2 separate regions of the Mus musculus genome follow, and region 1 is linked to region 2. A link is a contact called in public Hi-C data. All regions are on one chromosome and are shown on one strand. Each heading gives the region's core, a stretch centred on a gene start, on an enhancer-like site or on the middle of the called end of the contact. The rest is flanking DNA. Distances are from core to core; before and after follow the strand shown.

Region 1 (5,172 bases), core at 859-3,358, 410 kb after region 2:
TCAATGCCATGTTTATATGGGGCTCTGGAGTGTGTGAATGAGTGGCTCTCTGTCTCCTGTGCCTTCTCTTATGCTCTTTTCCCTCAGTTGGTTTGCTTTGTCTGACTTTGATGTGATGGCTTTTGTTTTACCTTATTATATTTTCTTTTGTTGCATCTTGTTCTTCTATCTTAGAAGCCTGTTCCTTTCTAATGAGAGACAGAAATTAATAGATTGAATCTAATGGGTTCAAAAAGGAGAAGAGGTGGGGAGGAATTTGGAGAAGTAGAGAGAAGAGAGCTAGACAGATATATTGTATGAGAAAATAATCAATTTTTAATAAAAGAAAAAAACTTATAATGGGCTTATGCTTTCTGGGTTCCCCTCTGCCTTGTAGAGAGTCTTTCTCTCTGTGTGTCTGCTGTGTTTGCTTGCCCCTAATAAAACTTCCCTTTGTCTGGGGTAGAGGGGAAGAGAGTAAAACTCTGTGTCTCTCCTTCTAGCTGAGATTCTATGAACTGGTGGATACAGAATAAAAATGCTCAGGACTGTGGGACGTGAGCCGTGGAACCAACAGAAACCTGTAAGGCAGCGTCACAGGGCGGAGCCAGGGAAGAAGACGTTTGCTATCAAAACGAAATGTGGGCTCGAGAGAACCAAACGGAGGGACACGGGCAAGGTGTCAGATAGTGGTGGGAGAGATGCTGTAGTCACCAGAGGGAAAATGCAGGAGAGTATGTGGTAGCGGGTACACAGGGAAGGGGTCTGGGGTTCCTGCAGGCTGCCCTGTGTCAGAGACGTGTGCCTTTCCTATCCAGGACCTTCAGTCTTTGTGGGTTCTGCATTATAAGCCTCCTGTGAGGCTCTGCTTCCTACAGTTGGTGTCCAGAAAGGTAATGCTCTGTGGCTTGGTCCCTTATATGAAGTCCTACTGGTTGCTGTCCCCAGTAATTGCCAATATGACTGCTTAAAAACAACACACTATTTCTTTATAGTTCTGAAGGCCAGAATCCAAAATGGCGTTTTAAGTGTCTAAAGGACTTGTCAGGGTTAATGTGCCACTTGGACTCTGGGCTACAAGAGTAATCCTCTATGGCCTTGTTGGACATCAATAGGAGGAGAGGCCCTTGGTCCTGAGAAGGCTCGATGCCCCAGTGTAGGGGAATGCCAGGACAGGGAAGTAGGAGTCGGTGGGTTGGTGAGCAGGGGAAGGGAGGATGGGATAAGGGTTTTCAGAGGGGAAACCAGGAAAGGGGATAACATTTGAAATGTAAATAAAGAAAATATCTAATTAAAAAAAAAAGAGCAATTATCTCCCTCATCCTTACATCTTCATGACCATCACTTAATCATCAGAAGAAAACCATCAGTTATCTCTCGTCCATTTACTTTCTTTTTTGTGTGTGTGTGGGGGGTACTACCTTCTCTTCCGTGGTTGAATCTCCCTGCCCCCTCCCCCCATCTTATTAGGCCATTTGTGATTACATGTAAGGCCCAGTTGGTAGCACAGGATTCTTGCCCTGCCCCAAGATCCTTAACTCAATCATGTCTATACCTAAATATTTTTCCATATGAGATCCTGTGCTCAGGCCCTGGGATTGACTGTTAAACTTCTCTGTTGATCATTACAAGTCCTCTGTACACCCACCCCCCGCCGCTTTAATTCACTTTTCAGTGTGTGTACCTCATTCCCCTCCCCAGGTGTATTTAGAATTGAATCAGCTTGTTGTTGATGGAGTTACCAGAAAAAGCAGAAAGTTTCTGCTCTGCATGTCCACCTCTGTGGTTTCCACGGACCCTGGGCTTCCCTACGATCTGGTAAAGTGTTCCAGGCAAGCAGAGACATGATTAGCATTTGTGCTTGACCTCAGAGAGAGAGAGAGACTCTTTATGAGCCGTGGAGTATCTTACTCTGAAATCACCTTTCTCCGATTCTTCCTCTTCTAGGAACCTGATACCCGTTCAGCATTTTCTATTTAAAACACTTCTTCCTGCACCACTTCTGTTCCCTACATCTAGCGAGTCCCTGTCAGCAGCGACAGGAAGCTCACTTCCGTGGAGGACGGACTGGCCCCAGCACACCTGTCATGCCAGGGGCGAACATGAGCTGTCAGCCCTGTGCTGGCCTGCCCACAGGCCACCAGCTGGAAGGCTCAGCTGTGTTTCGGATGCAGGCTTCTCTCCAGAGCCCGGGGGCTGCCCTCCCTTCCTGCTTTTCATCTTCCACATCGTTCAGATTGTGTGAAGCTTTGCCTCAGGGGCCCTGGGACATTTTTTTTTTTTAAATTCTGTAACCATGTGTTGTCTGTTCATTCAACACGTGTTTGCTGAGTGTCTGCTATGTAGCTGGCATTTTGCTGCCTGCTGAGAACTCAAGGCAGAGAGAAGCATGGATCTTGCCACCAGAGTACCATGCTTAGCTAAGATATGGTAATTGTGTATATTAATTCTTTTTAGTATTCAGTAATAGAAACCACATTCATACTGATTAAATATCAGTTGTATAAAGGGAAATGTCCAAGGAGAGTAGTGTGTATCCAACCAGAGAAGGATCTAAACACCACACACACAGACACACACAAACACACACAGACACACGCACAGACACACTCTCACACACACTCTCACACTCACACACACACACACAGACACATAGACACACACACACACAGAGACAAACTCTCACACTCACACACATTCATACACACAAACACACATACTCTCACACTTACATACACTCACACACATTCATACACACACTCTCAACTCACACACACACTCATACACAAACTTATACACACACCACTCACACTCACACACACACACACACACACACACACACACACTCACACACTCACATACATTCACACAGTCACACAACCTTATTATCTGAATTTGACAAGATGATTAGCTAGCCTCCATAAGCTGTTTTTGTTTCTACTGCTAGAACTCAGAGATATTAGAACTTGCTGACAGATAGAGAAACTGGTTTGAAAGTGGAAAAGAATGGGAGACTGGGGTGAAGTTGGCCCTCCTGAGCATGGCTGAAACTCAAGAGAATGTACAGGAGCCCTGGCCAGTCCCTGATCATCTCTTGACTCCTTCCTGCATATGGGAAGCAAGCATCTTTTGTCATGAAACTAATCATGTGCTTCCTCTAGGAGATGGTGAGACTGTATGAGATTCTAACTGAAGTAAATGCATATCCAGGTCTCACAAACACAGGTCAGTAGAGAACAAAGAACACACATTTATCAGTACCTGGTGCCCCTTCCCGGTTCTTATATGCACAAAAAATCATGGCTGTCTACATTTCTACCTTCTTAATCTCATGTGAAATGCCTTTTGTGTTCCATGCTAATCAGAAACGAAAGGGATACTGGGTCAGAGTGCAACTTACCCCGGTCTTCCATATATTAGGAGGCCACCGTATAATGGCATATGAGGTGACTGACTGCAGGCAGTCAGTATTCTCAGAAATCTTACAGTTTTGAAGTTTTGACTGCTTTCTCTGAGATCTTCGTCCTTCAGTTCCACTTAGCAAGTTCAGGGAAAACAGAATATCTCCTCTCTAGCACTGGCAAGTCCTGGGCTGAAACAATCCCTGATTTTCCTAGCAGAATTGAATGGTTTCCGAGGAATCGAACAGCTTTACTCGGAAGCCTTAGGCCACGTCTTCTTGTACAGTCAAGGGATGATATCTGGTCCTATTCTAACTGTAGATGTTGATAAGTAGTTTCCTAAGGCAAAACCCAAGATATTGGTACTGAAAAAAACAAAAACAAAACAACAACAACAACAACAAAAAAAACAAGTTAAAGATAAAAGCCTGCCAATAGCCATGTGAGACTCAGGGCAAGGTGTCGCTGTCAGACACAATCATGTCAACTATGAAAGCAGCTGACTGGAGAGTTTGATTACTGGGCAGACTCTGAAGGTCCTTCCTGTCTTCCTTTATGGGTTCTTGTATTAGGTTGCCACGTAACCTTGGATAAGTGGCTTAATCTGGCTAAAAGGCCTCAACAGACAGGAGGAGAAGATAGTTTAACTGCATTCGTTCACTGGAAAGCAATCATGTTCAACTCATGCTCGATCCCACGATAAACAAAAGCCATTAAGTGACTTAATAAATAATAAGGGAGGGAGGCAGACAAGTAGATCTGCACCGTGGGTAATGGGTGCTTCCCTGGAAGAGGGAAAGGGGCTTTCTGGATCTAAGTGGGCTTCATTAAAGAAGGGAAGCTGGAAAAACCCCAAACCTTTAAAGTAGGTTTTTCTAGGGAGACAGGCTAAGGCATTCATTACACTGGCGATAGAAGATACACATTAGTCAATCACCTAAGGGGTCAGAGCAGCCAAGAGTGCACACTTGCACAGAGCCAGAACCAACTAAGCTCTCTTTCGGGGATCCGAGCAGAAATGGTCTCCTATCCTGTGCTGCTGCTGTGTGGTCTTTATCCTTTCTGGGATACAGGCAACAACATGATTTTGAGCACCAGAGTCTTATGAGTGATCATTAAGAAACGCGGTGTCGGTGGGGAGCAAAGATGAGGTGGTGTGGGAGTGAGCTGAGAATTCATTGTCCGTCATCCACATAGCCAAAGTCACATGCTTGGAGCTGAGCGGTCACCTTTCGTTCTAACTATAGGGATTTATTTTAGGGGGTGACTTGCTAGGATATAGTAGATCGGCTGATCGTGAAGCAAGATGGAGAGTTAAGGGTTACACACAGGCATCGTGAAGAAGTGGGATTGTTACCTGAAAGAGGGACAGCTGAAAGAATGGCTTAGGTGGAGCTAGAGGTGTGTTGAGCTAAGAGACTGTTGTCCATGAGGGCCAGGACACCCACTGCACTCGGAGTCCTGAGTCCTGTGTTTTATAGTTGGGCTCATTTTTTTTTAATCTATGCAGTTTTGCTTATGGATATTTTTTATTCATTTGTTTGTTTTGTCTATCGTTTTATCAGCCAGGGGCAGAGCAGGCGGCAGTCCTTAGTTCATCCTAGCTTGATACCTGGCTTGGTGGCCAAAGCTGTTTTATGCCCAGGACTCATAAAAATCAAATGAAATAAAATCAAATCCAGGCAGTGCAGTGCAAGGCAGGAAGAAGACTGATGGAGACACGAGGTTTGTCATTCCACCCACAGAGCTGCCCTCAGACATGGCACAGGTGGGCCATTGACACTTGCCTGCC
Region 2 (5,509 bases), core at 819-3,318:
GAGATGGGTTGGAAGATCCAATCGTCAGGTATCATTTCCAGATTTCTAGATTGTAAAGTGATAAAATGACTTATGGAGGCAAGGGACCTTGCAAGTTTTCATATGGGCACCTTAAGTGGGATGTGTCTGAATCATTCGATAATGTTAATAGATAGCAAGTGTACAAGATCACACATACATGCACTTAAAGGGAAGGGCAGTGTAGAAGTGAGATTGTATAAATATTCTTCATGTGAGTAGTAATGGAGCAGCAAGCAAGCTTAGAGAAGATTTCTAGAGAACACAGGGAAGAAGAAAGTTTAGTAACACAAATGATACATGCCCCACGGTGGCCAATACAGCTACCCTGATCTGATACATTGTATCCAAGTGTGGCAATACCACACTGTGCCCTCAAAACGTGTACAAGTACTGTGTTAACTCAAATATGTACAGTCCATTAAAACTTTAAATTTAGAGCTGGGCCTTGAGACATTTAATGAAATAACAAAACACTAGAGGGAAGCATAGAAAACAGCAAATGGTGTCGGGACAGCCCGGTGGGTAAGAAAGACATTCCAAAAGAGGGTCAGTCAGCGCATCTGAAAACCCAGGAAAGAAGTCCCCCACAAACGCAGCAGAGATTATTGGTAACCCTTTGACGCATTGGTTTGATGAAGTAATATAGAGAGAAACCACTCTGAATGAAGTGATCTGACGAGTGAGTAGGGGAGGGAGGTGTGAGCAGAAGGCACTCAGTCGTGAGTACCTATTCATACGTTTGAATATGAACACTTACGTAATGAATACATATTCACATATATGAAGCAGTGGACACACACAAAGGAAAGGCTAGTTCTAGTGAAGGATTCCTGAATTGCTGTGGGAGTAATTACAGAGAAGACGGTATGTCTAAGCATGAGGTGAGTGCCAGGTGTGTACAAGCATGGCCTCTGAACAGTTAAACGGGTGACAGAAGAGTTAAATCAGAGACGGTGTCTCTCTCCGAAGTCCCCAGTACTCAAGCTGAAGTTATAAGAATGTCTATAATAACAGCCAAAGGACCAGAGTGTGCATGGTCAGCAGCTGCAAAGGCAAGGAGGCTTCAGAAGGAAATGGGTTCAGAGAACTGAGCAACACCACTCGGCCACCGCATTTGGATTGAGCTGAGGACCGTAGATGAGGCCGGAAAGAGAAGCTGATGTGTCAGTCAGCCGTCATGAGGCAATCATGAGTGCTTGAAGGGTCACTCTAGGTTAGGAATATTCACCCTAGGAGCCTTGGGGCGACCTGTGGGAGGCTCTCTGCCAGGACAGTCAGAGCAGTTTGGAGCTTCAGAATAATCACCCTAGTAAGAAAGGCAGGCTGAGTGAGACCGTGGACATGGAGCATCAGGAGGCGATGGCAGCAGCAGCCACAGCAATCCCAGCATGCACAGGGGCAAGCACCTGATACCCACCACACTGAATCATGAAGTGCTGAAGAGAAAATGGCAGAGCTTTGGAGGACAGGACTTGGATCTGCTACTTCTTAATGGCGCTGTGCACTAAGGCAAGAAGCAGCAGATTTGGAGCGTGGAGCATCCAGTCTAGAAAGGCAGTTATGAGAGTCTTACTCACCAGTCAAGTGACAAGGCTCCCTCCCAAAAGGAGACCCTACCCTATACTACACCTTCATAATAGGGGTGATGTGTGGTGTGATATGATATGGTTGCCAGTCACATCTCATTCACCAGAGGGTGTCATCACAAGACAGGGTCTTCAAATGTTACTGTCATATAATAGATTGTTGAGCTGAAACGAGAAATAAAAAGTAGGCATTTGACAGTACTTTTGGGCAAAAGGAACATGCTTTGTGGTGGCAGACTTCCTCCTTAGAACTTCCTGCCCAGCCATCTGTGTGCATTCATGTCTGCACGTGACTGAAGAGGGACGGCGATTCCCTTTAACACACAGCATCTGTGAAAAGACCTGAGTTCTACGTTTTATTAAAATGATATGCATTCCTGGGCTATTTTTCCTCATGGTTCTTAAGAAGAAAAACTTTATGAAATCCATTATTTTTTTAATTTGTCTCAGTTTCCAGCAATAAGATAGCAAAAAGAGAAAACATCTATACCTTTCACATACATACAAATTATTACAATGCATTGCCTTAACGCCTTATGAAAATCCTGCTCTTTCTGAGACTTTTAGACTTTTTTTTTCAACTATTCTAAGTTACATAATCTTTGCTTTGTTCTATTCTGATTTTGTTTTGTTTTCTTTTGTTTGGCGGGGGTTGGGGGTCTTGTTTCTTTTTCCTTTCTTTTCTTTTTTCTTCTTTCTTTCTTTGTTTTTGTTTTTGGTGGGGGTTTGTTTTTGTGTTTGTTTAGGTTTTGCTTTTGTTTTTGTTTTGTTTTTGAGACAGGGTTTCCCTGCATAGCCCTGGCTGTCCTGAGACTCACTCTGTAGACCAGGCTGGCCTTGAGCTCACAGAGCTCTGCCCACCTCTGCCTCCAGAGTGCTGGGATTAAAACTGTGTGCCACCACCACTGGCTACCATTCTTTGTTTCTTAAGACCGGTTTTTGCTAGTTCGGGCTGGCCTTCAACTAACTCTGTACCCAGGCTCTCTTGAACTTAGAGCAATCTTCCTGTCTCAGTCTCCCCAGGGCTAGGATTCCAGGCCTGTACACCAGGCTCGCCTCAAGTGGGGATCTGAGCTGAGGTTAATAGCGCTAATTACCTAATTTTTGATTGGTTCCCTTACTAGTGCTAGAAAATTATTTTTGTCTGCTAAAATAATGGGAATAGTATTTTTTAAAAGTGCTATCTATACTTCGAATTTATTATAGACTTTCTTTCATCTGACTGAAATTGGAAGCTTTTTTAATTACTCCATCACACAATATTATTATTTTTTGACAGTTTTATACTTATATATAGTGCATGACGGTCACTCTCTCTCCCACATTCCCTGTTTTCCTTCCCTTGTTATCAACCCCATGCTCTTCCTGTGCTATATAATAATCCATTCCCAGACTCATGACGTAGTTGTGTTGTATGAACCATTTGATTTAACCAAAGTCATCTATGTGCACTGATATAACCCATGGGAGTGTGGTGGGACCATCCTGGATACACCATCGAAGCTAATGAGAGTACCTTCCCCTAAATCCATCCATAGGACATAGTGCATCCGTGAGGGTGAGCTCCCTGGATCCTCAATAGTGCATCAGTGAGGGTGGGGCTCCCTGCGATCCTCTTCCATCCTTGTCTGTCTGTTGATGGGCCTAGTCTTGTGCAAGCCCAGTGCAGTCACTGGGAGTTGTTGAGTGTTGGTTACAATGGCTGTGTATTGTCCAGAAGATGGAGTCTCACAGTCTTTCTCCCCATCTCCCAGTACTTACAGCCTTTCTGCCCCATCTGCTGCAGAATCCCCACAGTCGTGGAGAGGATGCTCTAAAATGTCTTGTTTAGGGATGAACACTCATCTCTCTCTTAATTCTCAGAACCTTCTATAGCCATAGACTCTGATTTGATCTTAATTCACTCGAATTAGAGGCTTCTCTAATTATGGCTAAAACTGGTCAGTGTCTTTGGATATTAATAAATTTGAATTTGTCAGTTTAGCAAACAACAGTATTTAGTTCCTATCCCCTAGCTCCTTATATCTTCCCCCTTCGTGGGCTTTTGAGTACCACATAAAGATTATTTCCTGTGAAGTGGACTGCAAATCTAATCAGACAACAGTTGGTTACCCCTGTACCAATTAGGTCACTATTACACAAGTGGGTACAACTTACCCAGAAGGTTGACGCTGTAGACTCTTCTCCCTCGGCAGCTATAGAGTACCTTCTGGCCCTCTGAAATGAGGTGTGGGTGTGGGGCATGGGGGGCTCTGGCTCTGTGACAGCTTGCTCTCTCCATACCATGTGTATTAGTCAGGGTTCTCTAGAGTCACAGAACTTATGGATAATCTCTAAATAGTAAAGGAATTTATTGATGACTTACAGTCGGCAGCCGAATTCCCAACAATTGTTCAGTCGCAGCTGTGAATGGAAGTCCAAGGATCTAGCAGTTACTCAGTCTCACGCAGCAAGCAGGCAAAGGAGCAAGAGCAAGAGCAAGAGCTAAACTCCCTTCTTCCAATGTCCTTATATTGTCTCCAGCAGAAGGTGTAGCCCAGATTAAAGGTGTGTTCCACCACACCTTTAATCCCAGATGAAAGGCATAGCCCAGATTAAAGGTGTGTTCCTTAAACTCGGAGATTCAATCTTCTGGAATCCATATTCACTATGGCTCAAGATCTTCAAACCAAGATCCAGATAAGGATCTCCAAGCTTCCAGATAAGGGTCACTGGTGAGCCTTCCAATTCCGGATTGTAGTTCATTCCAAATATTGTCAAGTTGACAACCAGGAATAACCACTACACCATGCAACCAGGGGTATGTGGTGCCCATGAAGTCTCACCAACACGGTTGCCTAAATATGACCTACTCAAGGATGATGCCAGTAGACGTGCTCGCCAGTAGACATGCTAACGTGAAAGAGGCAGATCTCATGGGATCTCAACCCTAGTCAAAGACTTAGAAGTAACTAAGATCTGCTCTGGGAAGAGCTCCCCACTTGGCTGCCCAAGCTCATGAACTCATATACAGACAAGTAACTTTATACAGGCTGGGCAGGTGGTATTTATATGTTAGAAATACATATACATATGGATATATGTAACAACAGCTAAAGACACAGAGGTATGAACTGAGAGCAAGGGAGAAAAAGGTGCCTGGGGAAAGCTGGAGGAAAGAAACAATGGGGAAAACCAGGGGATTAGACTTCATTTCAAAAAATACTAAAATATTTTTTAAAGCTTGGCCAAAGATTAAATTAGATTGTTTATCAAATTTATGATATCCAACTAAAGAAATATAGTAGCCGGGCGTGGTGGCGCACACCTTTAATCCCAGCACTCGGGAGGCAGAGGTGGGCGGATTTCTGAGTTTGAGCCAGCCTGGTCTACAAAGTGAGTTCCAGGACAGCCAGGGCTATACAGAGAAACCCTGTCTTGAAAAAAAGAAAAAGAAGAGGAGGAGGAGGAGGAGAAGGAGGAAGAGAAGAAGAAGAGGAAGAAAAGAAGAAAGAAAAGAAAAGAAAAGAAAGAATTTTACACATGTAACACTTAAGTGTCTTTGTAAAGGAGAGGCTGTGGAATGGCAAGCTAATCCCACTGCTTTGAGCAGCCTTTGCTAAGATTGGCACCATGCTAGCATTTGTTGTTGGTTAGCATTTATTAGGCAGGAAACACTGTGAGCTTGTCTTAGTCATTGGAATACTGTTGGGCAGATGGTAATATGAATAAGAATGGTCCCCCTGGGCTCACATGTTGGGAAACTTGGTCCCCAGTTGGTGGAACTATTTGGGAAGAATCAGGAGGTGTGCCAAAGTTGAAGGAGATGTGTCACTGGGGATGGCTTTGAGATTTCCTGCCGAGGGAGCAATAGGACCTGACCTCAGATCTCCTGGAAAAACAGCAAGCACCTTAACTTTTAA

What was found. Hi-C and Micro-C count contacts between places; a contact is called where the count stands out from the background.
Region 1: a Hi-C map of B cells shows a contact between it and region 2, with 3 times the contacts expected there. The contact joins two enhancer-like sites. A contact is called at or near these places in 11 of 39 promoter capture datasets (the C10 cell line, the HPC-7 cell line, cranial neural crest and 8 more), 23 of 484 Hi-C or Micro-C datasets (B cells, CD4 T cells, CD8 T cells and 14 more), 22 of 115 datasets of contacts at active chromatin or transcription factors (the HPC-7 cell line, Th17 cells, bone marrow-derived macrophages and 16 more) and 3 of 9 other capture datasets (adipose tissue, embryonic tail and liver).

What each region holds. Positions count from the first base shown.
Region 1 is chr10:99,590,238-99,595,409 of GRCm38.p6, forward strand. No RefSeq gene overlaps it. Among named protein-coding and RNA genes, the nearest start is that of Gm20110, 16 kb to the right of the region's middle. Within about 2 kb of position 2,109, at least 45 of the 459 cell types and tissues checked have an H3K27ac peak or open chromatin away from gene starts, as enhancers often do. A contact at or near this core is called in B cells, CD8 T cells, DN2 thymocytes and 4 more, where this site is marked.
Region 2 is chr10:99,180,518-99,186,026 of GRCm38.p6, forward strand. All of the region lies in intron 10 of Poc1b (POC1 centriolar protein B), which reads left to right. Among named protein-coding and RNA genes, the nearest start is that of Gm34574, 49 kb to the right of the region's middle. Within about 2 kb of position 2,069, at least 96 of the 459 cell types and tissues checked have an H3K27ac peak or open chromatin away from gene starts, as enhancers often do. A contact at or near this core is called in B cells, CD8 T cells, DN2 thymocytes and 4 more, where this site is marked.